5 separate regions of the Mus musculus genome follow, and regions 1, 2, 3 and 4 are each linked to region 5. A link is a contact called in public Hi-C and promoter capture Hi-C data. All regions are on one chromosome and are shown on one strand. Each heading gives the region's core, a stretch centred on a gene start, on an enhancer-like site or on the middle of the called end of the contact. The rest is flanking DNA. Distances are from core to core; before and after follow the strand shown.

Evidence for each region. Promoter capture Hi-C pulls out the DNA fragments that hold promoters and counts their contacts. A called contact is a pair of places that touch in the nucleus more often than the background predicts. Capture Hi-C pulls out chosen DNA fragments and counts their contacts.
Region 1: a contact with region 5 is called in a promoter capture Hi-C map of pre-B cells. The contact joins the enhancer-like site here to the promoter of BC051142 in region 5. A contact is called at or near these places in 4 of 39 promoter capture datasets (the C10 cell line, the HPC-7 cell line, embryonic stem cells and 1 more), 5 of 484 Hi-C or Micro-C datasets (B cells, bone marrow-derived macrophages, cerebral cortex and 1 more), 5 of 115 datasets of contacts at active chromatin or transcription factors (bone marrow-derived macrophages, embryonic stem cells, microglia and 1 more) and 4 of 9 other capture datasets (adipose tissue, embryonic stem cells, liver and 1 more).
Region 2: a Hi-C map of bone marrow-derived macrophages shows a contact between it and region 5, with 56 read pairs. The contact joins the promoter of H2-Ob here to the promoter of BC051142 in region 5. A contact is called at or near these places in 14 of 39 promoter capture datasets (the C10 cell line, the HPC-7 cell line, HPC-7-derived erythroid cells and 10 more), 5 of 15 datasets of contacts at CTCF or cohesin (the NIH/3T3 cell line, embryonic stem cells and large pre-B cells), 68 of 484 Hi-C or Micro-C datasets (B cells, the BV-2 cell line, the C10 cell line and 39 more), 15 of 115 datasets of contacts at active chromatin or transcription factors (CD8 T cells, the HPC-7 cell line, bone marrow-derived dendritic cells and 9 more) and 5 of 9 other capture datasets (adipose tissue, embryonic stem cells, liver and 2 more).
Region 3: a contact with region 5 is called in a Hi-C map of bone marrow-derived macrophages, with 32 read pairs. The contact joins the enhancer-like site here to the promoter of BC051142 in region 5. A contact is called at or near these places in 10 of 39 promoter capture datasets (the C10 cell line, the HPC-7 cell line, HPC-7-derived erythroid cells and 5 more), 1 of 15 datasets of contacts at CTCF or cohesin (stem cell-derived epiblast-like cells), 29 of 484 Hi-C or Micro-C datasets (the HL-1 cell line, the MC3T3-E1 cell line, adipose-derived mesenchymal stem cells and 13 more), 5 of 115 datasets of contacts at active chromatin or transcription factors (bone marrow-derived macrophages, embryonic stem cells and epiblast stem cells) and 2 of 9 other capture datasets (adipose tissue and embryonic stem cells).
Region 4: a contact with region 5 is called in a promoter capture Hi-C map of adipose tissue. The contact joins the promoter of H2-Ab1 here to the promoter of BC051142 in region 5. A contact is called at or near these places in 21 of 39 promoter capture datasets (the 3T3-L1 cell line, the C10 cell line, the HPC-7 cell line and 12 more), 2 of 15 datasets of contacts at CTCF or cohesin (both in embryonic stem cells), 43 of 484 Hi-C or Micro-C datasets (B cells, the C10 cell line, CD4 T cells and 26 more), 12 of 115 datasets of contacts at active chromatin or transcription factors (the 230-238 cell line, the HPC-7 cell line, bone marrow-derived macrophages and 5 more) and 3 of 9 other capture datasets (adipose tissue, liver and pancreatic islet).

What each region holds. Positions count from the first base shown.
Region 1 is chr17:34,209,401-34,212,100 of GRCm38.p6, forward strand. Tap2 (transporter 2, ATP-binding cassette, sub-family B (MDR/TAP)) reads left to right here. Exons shown (of 12, transcript NM_011530.3): 6 at 2,470-2,667. Among named protein-coding and RNA genes, the nearest start is that of Tap2, 6.3 kb to the left of the region's middle. Within about 2 kb of position 1,326, at least 103 of the 459 cell types and tissues checked have an H3K27ac peak or open chromatin away from gene starts, as enhancers often do. A contact at or near this core is called in the HPC-7 cell line, bone marrow-derived macrophages and pre-B cells, where this site is marked.
Region 2 is chr17:34,237,458-34,240,157 of GRCm38.p6, forward strand. H2-Ob (histocompatibility 2, O region beta locus) reads left to right here and starts at 1,448. Exons shown (of 6, transcript NM_010389.3): 1 at 1,448-1,605. The coding sequence starts at 1,515.
Region 3 is chr17:34,539,069-34,541,768 of GRCm38.p6, forward strand. It overlaps the pseudogene Btnl7-ps. Among named protein-coding and RNA genes, the nearest start is that of Gm31560, 3.3 kb to the right of the region's middle. Within about 2 kb of position 1,438, at least 5 of the 459 cell types and tissues checked have an H3K27ac peak or open chromatin away from gene starts, as enhancers often do. A contact at or near this core is called in bone marrow-derived macrophages, stem cell-derived germline stem cell-like cells and trophoblast stem cells, where this site is marked.
Region 4 is chr17:34,261,846-34,264,545 of GRCm38.p6, forward strand. It overlaps H2-Ab1 (histocompatibility 2, class II antigen A, beta 1), which reads left to right and starts at 1,382. Exons shown (of 6, transcript NM_207105.3): 1 at 1,382-1,560. The coding sequence starts at 1,467.
Region 5 is chr17:34,397,559-34,400,258 of GRCm38.p6, forward strand. BC051142 (cDNA sequence BC051142) reads left to right here and starts at 1,262. Exons shown (of 20, transcript NM_001001177.2): 1 at 1,262-1,295.

The sequences.
Region 1 (2,700 bases), core at 76-2,575, 190 kb before region 5:
GTAGTAGACAGACAGACAGACAGACAGACAAATAAGTAGATAGGTAGGTAGATAGATAAATAGGTAGGTAGGTAGATAGATAGATTGATAGACAGATAATCGGTAGACAGACAGAACACCTCTTATCAGTCCCTACAGTCCATTCTATGCTTGCACAACATTTTGCTAGTTCAGTCATTCACTGATGGACATTTGAGTTGAGGAGGTTGGAGGCCCACTGGATCTATAAACAGAAGTGGTTCAAGTGCTAGCTGTGTTGGAGAGCGAGGTGAGCCCCCGGGGTGTCTTTCTGCCTTCCAGTGAGCTTCTCAGAGTCTGTCTATGCCCTTCCCACAAATGACTGTGAATCAGAGTGAAGGACATCTTAGGAGGTTTACACTCATTTATTTGTTTTTATTTTATGTGTGTGGTGTTTTGCTTGCATGCCTATCATTTGTGTGCATTGCCTGAGGAGGCCAGAAGAGGGCGCCAGATACCCTGGGACTGGAGTTACAGATAGTTGTGAGCCACCACGTGGGTGCTGGGGATGGAACCCAGGACCCCTGGAAGAGCAGCCAGTGCTCTTACCCACGGAGGCATCTCTCCAGCCCTGGGAAGTTTTCCCTTTCCCCTCAGCATACACAACTGGATGTGTGTGTGTGTGTGTGTGTGTGTGTGTGTGTGTATGTGTAGTAAACCACACAGATGTGAAACTCACTGCATTGCTCACTTTTGGGTCATAGTTCTGAGCACAGCCTTCTGATTTGTCCATGTTTCCCCCCAAACTTATTGTCATTTTATTTTATTTTTTAAATTGGAATAAAAGCCACCATCCCCTGCAACACGATGTGGTGCAGTGGCTCATTGTGGCTTCGATGTGCATTTTTCTAACCATTAACGATGTTTTCATGTGCTTATGGGACATTTGCCACATTCTTTATATTTTTAAAACTGTATTTTAAAAAATGTATTTCACGTATATCCCAGATGTTACTTGACATGCTGGTGACACATGGGTAGGCTGGTGACACATGGGTAGACATGTGGACAGGGTCCTATGCTGGTGACACATGGGTAGACATGTGGACAGGGTCCTATGCTGGTGACACATGGGCTCTGATGGAACTCACCAAGACAGGAAAAGGCTTCAGGAGAGGGCTGATTAGCGACACCGAGTATGGCTGCAGCAGAGATGCAGAGAAGCTGAGCACAGGGGCTGCCGTTGCAGGGATGTTTCTGCATGCAGTCAGGCTGTGTTTAGTGTCAAAGTGTCCCAGAGCACTTAGTCATGCTGTACTCAGTGTCACTGTGTCCCAGAGTAGTCAGTTTGTGGTTATCTTGGCCTTGAGGCACTGGCAGACTCACCACAAGTCAGAAACGGCTCAACCCAGAACATGGGTCTTAAGGTGGCACCCAGACTTGGCAGCTGGGACTTGTGGTTAACTCTGAGGAGATAACGGTCATGCTCAGAGGCAAAGGATCTGCTAAGCCCAGCCTTCCTGAGGCAAAACAGTCTTGTGTGAAGTTGGGGTGACTCAGGCCAGCTGTCACCCCAGAACAGCAGCTGCTTACCATGACCTTGATGGCTTTCTCATTGTGGACAGGGTCCTGTGCATCTGTCTTTGTTGCCTGCACTTTTGGTGTCAAATCCAAGAATTCATTGTCAAATCTTAGCTAATTGGGGCTGAAGAGCTGGCTCAGTGGCTGAGAGCCCATACTGCACTTGCAGAGGGCTGGGATTTGACCCCCAGCTCCTGTATGCCAGCTATTCAGCTGTCTTTTCGGGACTCACCTGCACTCATGTACACACACACACACACACACACACACACATACACATACACACACTAAATCTTTATAAAAAGAGTTTTTACAGTTTTAATTTTTACATTTATGTCTTTGATGCATTTTGAATTACCTCTCCATCTTTTTAAAACATAAGGATTTATTTTATTTGCACATTTCTGTGTGTGTGTGTGTGTGTCCGTGTCCGCAGAGGCCAGACGACAGCCCCTGATTCTCTGGAGCTGCAGTCACAGGTGTTTGTGTGGCATGGTTTGTGTGCTGGGGATTATACCCTGGTCATCTGGAAGAGACACAAGCTCTCTGAACAGCTGAGCCACTTTGACAGCCACATCTCCACCTTTCTGAATTACTGTCTCTCTCCTCATTTGACATCACATGCAAGAATTCACTTCAAATGAAAGCTAAACAGAATAGCACCACAGTGCTTAACAGGGAGAGCTCAGCAATTCACATATGTTTTCTACTTCCTGTGCTCTGTGAGTGTGCGTGATACACTGGGACAAGCACTTTACCCATGGAGCCATCTCCCCAGCATCTCATCTCCCCTCCCCTCCCCTCCCCTCCCCCTCCGAAAATATTCCTTCTGGAAAGAAAGGCACGGGGCAGTGATGAATTGCTGGAGGGAAGCCCCTGCCTGTTGTGTTCTGCCTTATTCACCGGTTTTATCCGCTGCCCTGTTTTCAGGCGGTGCTAAAGGAGATCCAGGATGCAGTGGCCAAGGCGGGGCAGGTGGTGCGCGAGGCGGTAGGAGGGCTGCAGACTGTGCGAAGCTTTGGGGCCGAGGAGCAGGAAGTCAGCCACTACAAGGAGGCCCTGGAGCGATGTAGACAGCTGTGGTGGCGCCGAGACCTGGAAAAAGACGTGTATCTAGTCATACGGAGGGTGAGGTGACCTGTGCAGGGTGCTGGGTGCAGG
Region 2 (2,700 bases), core at 198-2,697, 160 kb before region 5:
AGCTTTCATAGATTATCTTCTGGGCTGTACAGAACCAGCAGGTAGCTGGGTGATGTTATTACAAATCTTTGGCCATTGCTCACAATGTCTTGCTTAGATGCTAAAATGCATGTATACAAACATATCAATAGGATAAAATTCCATGCATAATATATACATCATTACATTATCTTGGTAAGTATACTGGCTAATTTTACTTTGTGCATGCATGCACGTGTATGTGCATGTGTGTGTGTGTGTGTGTGTGTGTGTGTGTGTGTGTGTGTGTGCTTGTCAACTTGACCTAAGCTAGGTCATCTGGGAAGAGGGAACCTCAATTGAGAAAATGTCCCCATCAGATTGTCTTAGGCAAGTCTAGAGGACATTTTCTTTTAATTGACTATTTATTGATGAGGAATGGCCTGGCCCACTGTGGGAGGTAGAGTCTTGGGCAGTTTAAGAAAGCAGGCTGAGCAAGCCATGTGGAGCAAGCCAGTAAGCAGCTCCCTTCTGCTTCAGTTCCTGCCTCGAGGTTCCTCCCTGAGCTCCTGCCCTGACCTCCCCCAGTGATGGAACATAAGCTGCTGTAAGGTGAAATAAGCCCTTTCCTTCAATAGCTTTCAGCCTCCTTCTAAGCTACTGTGAAGTAGCTTTGGCTGTGGTGGTCGTCACGGCAGCAGAAACCTGACCAAGGCAGCAGAGGTCAATTAATCGATTAATTTATACTTTTTCCCATAATATTTTCAGCACAGTGTCATTTATTATTATTATTATTATTATTATTATTATTATTATTATTATTATTATTATTGTCATTTTGAGCCAGGGTCTCACTCTGTAGCTCAGGCTACACTCGTTCTGCCAGCTAATGTGTTCTATAGAATCCCATCCCACCATCTTACTGACTTGGTCCCCAATGCTTCCTTCTATTCTGTCTTTATGAGTATATTTGCACGATTTTATTCTTTTGAGAATTATGCCTTCCTGTTTGTCTTTCTGTCTTTGTTTTCCTCTTCCCTCCTCTCCTTGCTTGGCATACAAGGCACAGCACAGCCTGTCTTCTGCTTTTGCTGACGAGCTGCCATCAACCCCCTTTAAGCTACAATCCACAAAGCTATTTACATAGTTCAGTACCCTCTGCAGTCAATGTCAGTCACTCTCTAGGAAGGGAGACCTGTTGGTCAGACTAATTCAGGGACCCTACTAAGTGAAGGCAGCAGAATACACAATAAACAACCTACTTTGTTCTAGGACCTCATACTCTGTAGACTTTTCTCTCCCGATGCTGGTCCATTTTCCCACATTTCAACAGCCAACACTGACTCTCCAGGTAACCAGTTCTTGGCTTTTATCACACAGTGTTAGCAAAGTGTTCTGCCTAGCAACAAATGATGCAAAGTCTTCGCTCTTGATTGGTTAACAGTGTGAAGGAGGCTGCATAATTACCTATCTATTTTTTTTTTCAGCTGTGTGGAAGACAGCTCTATTCTAAATAGGTGTATCAGTCTCTTCATTGCCCCTTTGTCCCCTCCAGAATGGGCGCTGGGAGGGCCCCCTGGGTGGTGGCTCTGTTGGTGAACCTCATGAGGCTGGATTCCTTCATGATTGAAGGCAGAGACTCCCCAGGTAAGAAGAGAGGGGTTTGATTCTGGGTGTGGTTTTCTGGAATTGGCACGGGGCTAACTCTCCCCATTCTCTGTGGACCAAAGTCTCAGACTAGAGTGGCTCTGACTTTAAAGAGTCCCCCCAGCCAGGTGGTGGTAGCACACGTCTTTAACCCCAGCACTCAGGAGGCAGAGGCAGGTGGATTTCTGAGTTTGAGGCCAGCCTGGTCTACAGAGTGAGTTCCAGGACAGCCAGGGCTACACAGAAAAAAACCCTGTCTTGACAAACCAAAAAAAAAAAAAAAGAGCCCCCCCCACCCCCCCACTGACCAGGAAGCTCATGCGCTCCTCAGCACCCACAAAGAACTGCCTGGAAAGGTCTTCTCACACCCAAGACACAGATACCAGGGGAGTGAGGAGGGGAGTGAGGGAGGGAGGGAGGAAGGAGACATTTTCCCCTGTTGGGCTCCTTGTGCATCAACATCAGACACTAGAACCTTGAAAGCCGGAGTCTGAGCAGCTGAGCTTTCTCTACGAGCATCTACTCCTTTTATGGCTTTCTGGTGAAATTGGAAATCACATCTCCAACTATTAAGCTCCTGGTTAGCGTTCAGCATCGTCCTGAGAAGTTTTGAGGTGTGAGTGAAGTTGAGAGCTCAGACAAGTTGAGTATGTTAGTTATCTTTGGCCTCAGGTTGCTGTGTACAGCTTGTTTTTTCACTGGGAGACGGGCTATGCAAACACCAGCGTTGCTAGACCATGAAAACTCAGGCTTGTGAGCAGAAAACAGGATGTGATATGCTAAGAAAAGACTCCCCTCTAACGCCAGTCTCATTAAATACAGAAGAGGAACAAGCCTAGGAGGGGCATCCGTTTTCTCGGAGAACAAAAACCGCTCTGAGTTTATCACGTCCATTTGACAAATGGGGAAAAAAAAAAACAGCACGGAGTTTTAGATGATGATGAAAACCCCATATACTTTCTCTTTAGCTTGTAAAGAGGGAACAGAGAAGGGTAGACATGCTGAGGGACTGGAGGCTGGCACCTCGTCTGAACTCAGTGGCCCTCAGAGGGGCCTGGATGGTCATGGAAGTCATTCTCAGGGGGTGGCTGAGCA
Region 3 (2,700 bases), core at 188-2,687, 140 kb after region 5:
GCTTTGCTTTCTTAGGAATTTTTATGTGAAAGGGCTAAAGTCACAGAAGGACATGACTACAGCCAACTCTCCCTTATCTATGTAAAATAGTGACTGTGCCTCAGGTGCTCAGTTTGTAGGACTATGGACATGTGCAAGAATGAGGAGACGTTTGAAATTAATTTTCTCTTATCCTCCTCAGGTGTTTTGCCTGTCTCCACTGTTTCTGCTTGGCTTGTACCCAAAATCCTAGTGGGACGAGCTGCTCTGTTTGCATTATGACTTGGTCTTGCTGGGATGTGTAAAATCACTGAAGTATCAAAACTCTCCAGAATGAAATTCTTTGATAGTATGTCAATTAGGTTCTCATAGATAAGTGAGAGTTGGCTATAAATTGATTCTGGGTGAAAGGTGGGCTTCTTTTAAGTATTTTACATGTACATGTTTAGGTGTCAGAAGATGGCTAGAGAACAGTGAATACCAATGATAGAAACAATATTTCTTGAAAGGGCGTAAAAGCCCTGCTCTTCCTGTTGCCTCCAATCTGCTGACAGAGCATCTATGCGTACCGTCAGCCAGGTCCCTCATTCAGTCAGTGCTATATTCTATTTACAAGTTTGACTTAGGGCCACCAGTTTGTCACTACCAAAACTTCTTTGCTGGAACCCAGTGAACTCTATGTTGAGCAGTTAGTCACACAGTGTAAGGAAGAAGGTTCCTAAATGTTAAGGGCACTCGTCAGAATACAGCAGAAGCGTTCACATCTGTTACAGCTCTTTGGAGTTTTGCATTGAAACAGTTACTGTCAGGGTCTGTTCCTCCTGAGTGCCTGGTCTCTGGCACCAAGAGTAAACTGGTTGGGGATTAAGCAAATTGAGAGGGACTTGTTTACTGGAAATGTGTCAGGTTTTCTTTGAAAAAGAAAATGTTAAAATCTCTTAGGAATTTGGTATTTACATCTCAGAGAAATACAACACAAAAGTGCAGACTTAAAATTGAGAATTAATGTTAACCCTTTGTGTCTAGTTTGAAGCTTCTTGTATTTGTCTAAAACTACAAGCCAGAATTTTGTATCTCCTTTGATAAAAAGTGTGTATACTGTAAAGTAGTTTTGCATATTCTTGTGCTGCACATGGGCTGGATTTTTAGAATTTTTTAAAAGACTTTAAGCCGAACCTTGTAATTTGTGTAAATGACAAGTGTAAAATCCTTCCATAAAATGCTTAAAATATGCACTGTTTCAAATAAAACCAAGAAATGCAGCATTAAAAAAAAAGAAAGAAAGAAAAAGAAAATATGTACAACAAATGACCTTTCCCTCCCCAGATTACACTAGTTTCTTACAGCAATAGAAACCTAATTAGAACACTTTCTTTACAGAAATGTTAACACTGCAGTCTGATCCCAGATGCAGACAGAAGTCTAGAGCTACTGGACCCTGAGGGAGCAATAAAAGTATCAGGAAGTGGTTAGATTATGACATAGGAAACAGGACAAACCCAAGAGTCACACATTTTCCAGCTCTGGGCAGAGATCAGAAGGAGCCTAAACACCAGGCTTCCATCTTCCAGAAAATTCCACTTCTGACCCCAGAAGAGTACCCACTCTGCCTAGAATCAAGGAGAGACTGCATGTAGAACCATGGAACACTGGGGCAGTCACTCACCTGCCCTGTAAGCTGATTTCCTTCGAGCTGAAAAGCAACACACAGGAGTCAAGAGAGCCACTGGGCTCCTGAGGGGACCAAAGGGCTCAGGAGGAAAAGCAGGACTCACCAAGCTCCACCATGAGTGCATCTGAAAAACAGGGAGGAGAGGGAGTCTGTACACTTGAGAGGAAGAAAGGAAACACAGTTTGGGTTCCTGATTCTCTGAACTACAGGCCACCTGACCCAAAGGAGTCCAGGCATCCTCTCTGGAATTTGTATTCCACCTACTCTGATCAAAACACTGGGCCCTCCTGGGGACTCTGAACCTGTCCTTCACTGCTATGGTGACTTACTAATAGTTTTCAGAGCATCCTCCTTTGTCTTCTGTAACTCATCCTTCTCACGCTGAAGATCCCCTATTATCTCCTGCATGTTCAGCCTCGTAAAACGTTCTGTTCCGAGAAGATAGCTTGTCCCTAAGACTAGTAGTCCCATCACAGTCAGGGTCACAAGAAAAGCTGGCTTCCAGGGAGAGACCTGGGGGAAGAAGGGCTCTGTGGCCCAGACAGAGAGACAGTAATGGGTGAACCTGAGAAGAGACAGACCACCACACTCCAGTAAGATCATCACAACCCAGGCTTTGAAAGAGTGAGGGACAGCTCTCACCAGGGATGAACATGGCCATGGCTTTCTCCTGACCCAGGATAGAATTGAAAGTGGAACAAATCACATTCCTCACAGAGCTGTCTCTCACCACCAGTGAGGTCTCTGTTCTGAACAGTCCTTGAGCATCTTCACCGTGGATCTCCAAGGATGCTGTGAATTTCTCTCCTCTGGAGTCTCTCCAATGCACCTGAGGTTCCGGGTACCACCCTGAGGTCATGCACACAACACACACTCCACCATCTTCTGGACCTTTGATGTGCACTTCAGGGACAGAGCCCATTGCTGCAGGAGAACAGATGTGAACACCCTAGAAGCCACTTTAGGTTGAGAGACCCCAGGACAGCTGTGACTCATGGGAACCCTTCACAGGACAGATGGGAATTGAAGGGGAAAGGCATTCCTGCATT
Region 4 (2,700 bases), core at 132-2,631, 140 kb before region 5:
GGCAGAGGCTGCAGATTATTGTGTGGAGGTCTGACGTGGGGGCTGAGGACCCTGAGAGCATCCACTGCCATGGTCCCTGAATGGCCATGTTTGTCTGCTAACCCTTTCCACATCTGAGTTGATGTTTCTCCTGCATGCTCCCTGCCTAGGCTTAGGAGATCTGTGTCTGTCCTGAGCAGAGCTGATGGTGAGAGCCCAGTGCGGTCCCTCTCTGGTTCTCTACATCAGGGTGCCAGTGTGGACCCTGGAATGCTGCAGTTCACCTGCGCTGCTGGAGCCCCCACGGGATGGTCTTGTTACCCAACTCTACGTCTTTCCCTTTTCCTTCATCAACTCTGTTTTCAGGTCCTGACCCCTGTTTAACTAGGATCTAAAATAATAGAGATAGTGTTGTAGTTTCAGGGAAAGAGACTTATTGTTTAGTCATTTGGTATTTGTCAGGTACCATTCCAGCTGATGGACAATTAGACTTAGTAGTGTATACCTGAGGAGAGATGTATTTGAAGCACAAGTTGATGACTCTGTTATTCAGCCTGGCACAGTGTGACAAACCTATGGCTGTCCCTTCCTGAAACTGCTATTTTACACCATTAGCCTTTTGTCCTTGAAATTCCAGGCAGCTGGATCTGGAAGCCCTAAAAGGTTGTGGAGTTTTCCTTAGCTGACATCATGGTTATGGAGGATTTAAACAGCAGAAGAATCCACAAGAGCAACGTTGGGCTGATCAACTTCTGTATTTTCATTGGAATATCGTGAATGTAGAAGACTCCTGCATGGGGAAGGTGCATGAGCCAGCAGGGCTGAGACACACATTAACCTGACATTTCCAACATGTACACAGGACAGCTCAATGCTTTCCATTATTAACCACATCACACTGCTCTTCCATGTGAGCTTATCAAAACCTAGAATACAGTTCAGGGAACATGGCTTGCATTTTACAAAGAGAATTCCAGGATTGGAAAGAGGCTCAGCGACTCCCCAAGAACTCTGCTTTCTCACCTGAGGCACCCCAGAGGGTCAGATGTAACAAAACATGATTTCTCTGTCTCTTAATACATGTCACACTCATTTCTCCCACTACAACCTCAAGTGTAAGAACAGTAGATTTGAAATAATTATCCCAAAGTTGTCTATACTTCACGCACTTTTCTCTTTAAACCCCCAAACACAGGCAGTCTGCAGTTTAGAAAAGTTTACTCTGTAACTGAGAGGAGCAGTCACCTCAAACGTTCATCCAGTGGGGCTCATGAAGAAACAGACCATGCCGCGCATAGAGAGCCTTTGTAAACAAAGTCTACCCAGAGACAGATGACAGACTTCAGCTCCAATGCTGATTGGTTCCTCACTTGGGACCAACCCTGACACTCTGGGATTTCAGATCACTCCAGGCTACAGAACTTTGCTTTCTGAAGGGGGCACAGCAGGTGTGAGTCCTGGTGACTGCCATTACCTGTGCCTTAGAGATGGCTCTGCAGATCCCCAGCCTCCTCCTCTCGGCTGCTGTGGTGGTGCTGATGGTGCTGAGCAGCCCAGGGACTGAGGGCGGAGACTCCGAAAGTAAGTGCCGGGGGCAGGGCTCTCCAGAGCCAGCACTCTGGGGGTCGTGTTCTGAGGGACCCTGGGGACTCTGGGATGTGGGAGGGGGTGGCAAAATCCTGATTTTACTATAGATTTCCTTTCTCTGAAGAGAGAGTGAGACTCCATTCTCACTTCTGTGTTCTAATATTGAGTTAGGATGGTGCCGCCGCCGGTGCGAGCCTGACATATAAACGGAGGAGGAGGAGGAGGCGGCAGAATTTAAATCGACCACCAAAGATAAGGGTTGTGCATGGGGAGACAGCAGGGCTTACAATACCAGTGCCCCCACCCACTCCCCCGTACAGGGCTTACAATACCAGTGCCCCCCACCCCCACCCCGTACATTGTCTGGAGGAAATGCCAGATTCTGAAGTGGGGAAACAGATCAGCGATGGTCTGTGGTCCCGATGTTTGCGGACAACTCCTCATGTGGAGTGGAGGTTTAAGAGAGCGAACTCTAGGCGTCTAACTCAGAGAGAAGCCAGTGACCAAGAAACCTAATTTTTTTGGTCAAATGGAATCCAGAACTCAAACACTGAGTTAGTAAATTGAATTTCCAAGAAAACACTAGGCCCAGAAGGGACATATGTGATACATACCCTGGGGTGAGCGGAGGTGTCCTAGTTCGTTCGGAGACCAGAGAGTAAATAAAGCCCCAGTCCCCTAAGCCATAGAGGTGTCTTCAGTCTCGCAGTTACCCTTAAGATGCCTGGAGTGACCGTGCAAGCAGGCAGTTCTCAGAGGTTGCCTGGATTCCCATTTGTTGGTTTTGTAGTCGGGGCTCTCCTGAGAACGAGTGCCCCCTAGGGGGTCAGGGCCTTTTGCACACAGGAGAGAGTCCCACAGGGTGGGGGTGGGGTAGCAGAAACTGGCAAATATTTTATTTATTTTTTGTATCCTAGTTTTATTAGTTCGCTGAGAATTTCGTACAGTTTTGGTCATATTTACTCCCTCTTCCAACTCTACCCAGGCCCATCCCCCCCCCTCTACCACCCAACTTTTGGTGTCCCTTAGTTTTATTATTATTTTTTTTTTCAAATGTACCAAGTACCGTTTGCGTTTCCTGAGGCGTATTCTTGTGAGGACGAGCCCGGTCGCCCCATCCCTCCCTTCCTCTTC
Region 5 (2,700 bases), core at 12-2,511:
GGGCGCACATGGATCTCCCTGCTATCCCTTGACTCTATGACACCTTCACAGAAATCTTCTGATTAGACCAATATTTTACTTAACTTTATTTTTTTTTACTAAAACAAAATATACAAAATAGAATAGAAATACACATATGAAGTTCTATTTTTATACAAAGACCTCTTTGCCTGGCATAGCTCAACCCATAAAACCCCTGTGTGAGAAGTTAATTTAATATCATGATTTATCAGTCCCCCTGGGGCCCTAATGGAAGATGACACAAGGCTAGAGATGTTACTGGAGGAAACTTGAAAAACAATGGCTGATACACAGGGACCTCTCACACAGCTCTTAGAGCACAAACATCCAGGCTTCTGTTTGGGGACATAGTTTGGATTTCATGTGAGGTCTGTGCATGCTCACAGAAAACATCCATAGTAACAAGGGACTTGGCCTGGACAGTGAGGAAGTTAGCTCCTTCCTCCCTCCGTACCCAGCAGCTCAGAACCTGAGGTGTGCACTTACACTGGGGGTCCCTGACCAAAGCCACAGAAGGGCTCAGCATCATCAGCATCACGATCACAGCGGCCAAACAGGGGCCTCTGGGGAGCCACAGTCACATCCCGCTGCAGGAGAGATAGTGGTCTCACACCTTGGCAACTATCTCCTCACTCCATCTATGCCCCAGGCCATAAGAAGCAGGAGATTCACAGCCTTGCTGCTGGATTGGATAAGGTCAGTATTAAGGACCAATCAGCGTCAGATATGAACTGCATCATCAGTTGCTAGTTAGAAATTCAATGTGAGGGACCTCTTTGAAACCAGCAATTTCTTTTTTATTTACTATTTTAGTGCTGGATCCAGTTGCAGCTGAAACATTTCAACCAGGCTGCGGAGTTGGGCCAGCTCTGTGATGGTCAGTCATTCACTCAGCAGTTTGAGGACTGGGGGTGGGGGTGGGGGGGTGGGGGGGTGGTACTCACTTTTCCTACATAAAGCTGTTAGGACAACTGTTGTATTTGAAGCTGTGCGAGAGCAAAGGAGGTGAAGGAAGACGACTGTGTAGCCAGGCACCTTTAGCCTGGCGCTTACTGCACTTCAGCTTAATAGTGTAGATGTCAAAAGTGATTTACGTGCACCCACTTCAGGAGACTCATATCCTAGAGCTGGAGAAGGCTGTGGCGCTGTGGACGCCTCCAGGAGCAGCCATCCCTGGTAACTGATGACGTAGCTAAGCTCAGCCTCTTGATTGGACCAGGGAATCCGCACTCCTTCAGTTAGGGGGATTCTAACAAGCCCGAAGGAAAGAGAAGGTTAGTCATGGTGTAGTCCTGCCACAGGCGGCGTGTCCAGCTCACTCCCCGCCCCCGTACAGTCCCTGAGCAGCGCGGCAGCCCCACAAAAGCTGCCGCGCCACAAAAGCGCTCAAAGCGGCGGCAGGTTTGTCCTTGCCGCCGCAGGCCACAGCCGACGCCACGATGAAGCGTCCCACAGGAGCTGTCCAAAATGGCGGCTCCTGTTAAAACGGCCTCACCGCGGCCGCTCAGCTTGCAGTGGCGGATCCCCTGTCCCGCCTCAGCCTACAGCCTTAGTGAAATACCGCCGCTGGAACTGTCCACCATGGCAGCAGCGCCTCCTCTCCAGTCTCCCCTAGCCTCCCCACAGAGATGGTGCCTCAGCAAACCCTGGCGAAGGCCGGCTGCAGTCAGGAAGGACTTCCTACCCTAACCCATGGGTCTGACTGATGCAGGGAAAGGGGGGGGGGGAGGGGGGATGAAAAAAAAAAGCCACCAATCCCTGAGCTTCCCACAAAACAAACAAACAAACAAACAAACAAAAAACCACCAATCCCTAAGCAGGAAAACCCACCAATTCCTGCGCTCTCCCAAGTTCAAGACTTAAAATCCCACCAATCCTCACTCTGGAAATCTCTGCCCCGAAAAACACTGCCCCCTCAGAAATCCTATATAAGCACTGCCCTTTCGTCCAGTTCCCTGCTGTCCTCTCCCAGGAGCAGAAGGCAGCCATCCCTGGTTTTGTTCCTCCACACCCATATGCCTTCCACTCGCCTCAAAAGAAGCCAAGAAGAAAAGAAACAATGAAGAGAAAAAGTGAAGAGAAGGAGTGGAGCTGAGGCTCCTGAGCTCCTCAGCTCAGCTGGGGAGACCCTCCCCTGGGAGCTGCAATGCCTCTGCTGAGGAGGCTTCCTTGCAGAGCTGTGTGGTTCCTGTGGTCTCCTGTCTCAGGATGCCCTTCTGCTGGGATATCATTTCCAGTAGAGCTGTAAGGTTCTTGGGCTTCCAAGATACCCTCCCATCCGAACAGAAACACATTTTAGTGCTGTGACTTGGATAGGCTCTCCTGGTGCCTGTGCTCCCCCTAGTTCTGGGGTCTGAGCCGCACTAGGACCCTATCCCCTATCTCCAGTTGGCTTGCAGCAGTCTCACCTTCCGGCTCACTGCTTACTTGACACCCCATCCACCAGTGACAATTAGGTAAGCTTCCCCTTCTGGTGGGTGTAAATGCTTCCCTGAGTCCGAGGATGTGACTGTTGGGTGTCTAGCACCCCGTTAGTACTCTTGGAGGTGGAGGTACCTCCAGCTGTGGTCTTTAAAGCTACAACTAGCACTCTTCACCTGCCCCCCATTCTCCCACCATTGGAGCTGCTATTCTACAGTTCCTTTAGGTCTCCTGGGCCATGGTGCCCCTACCTGCCCT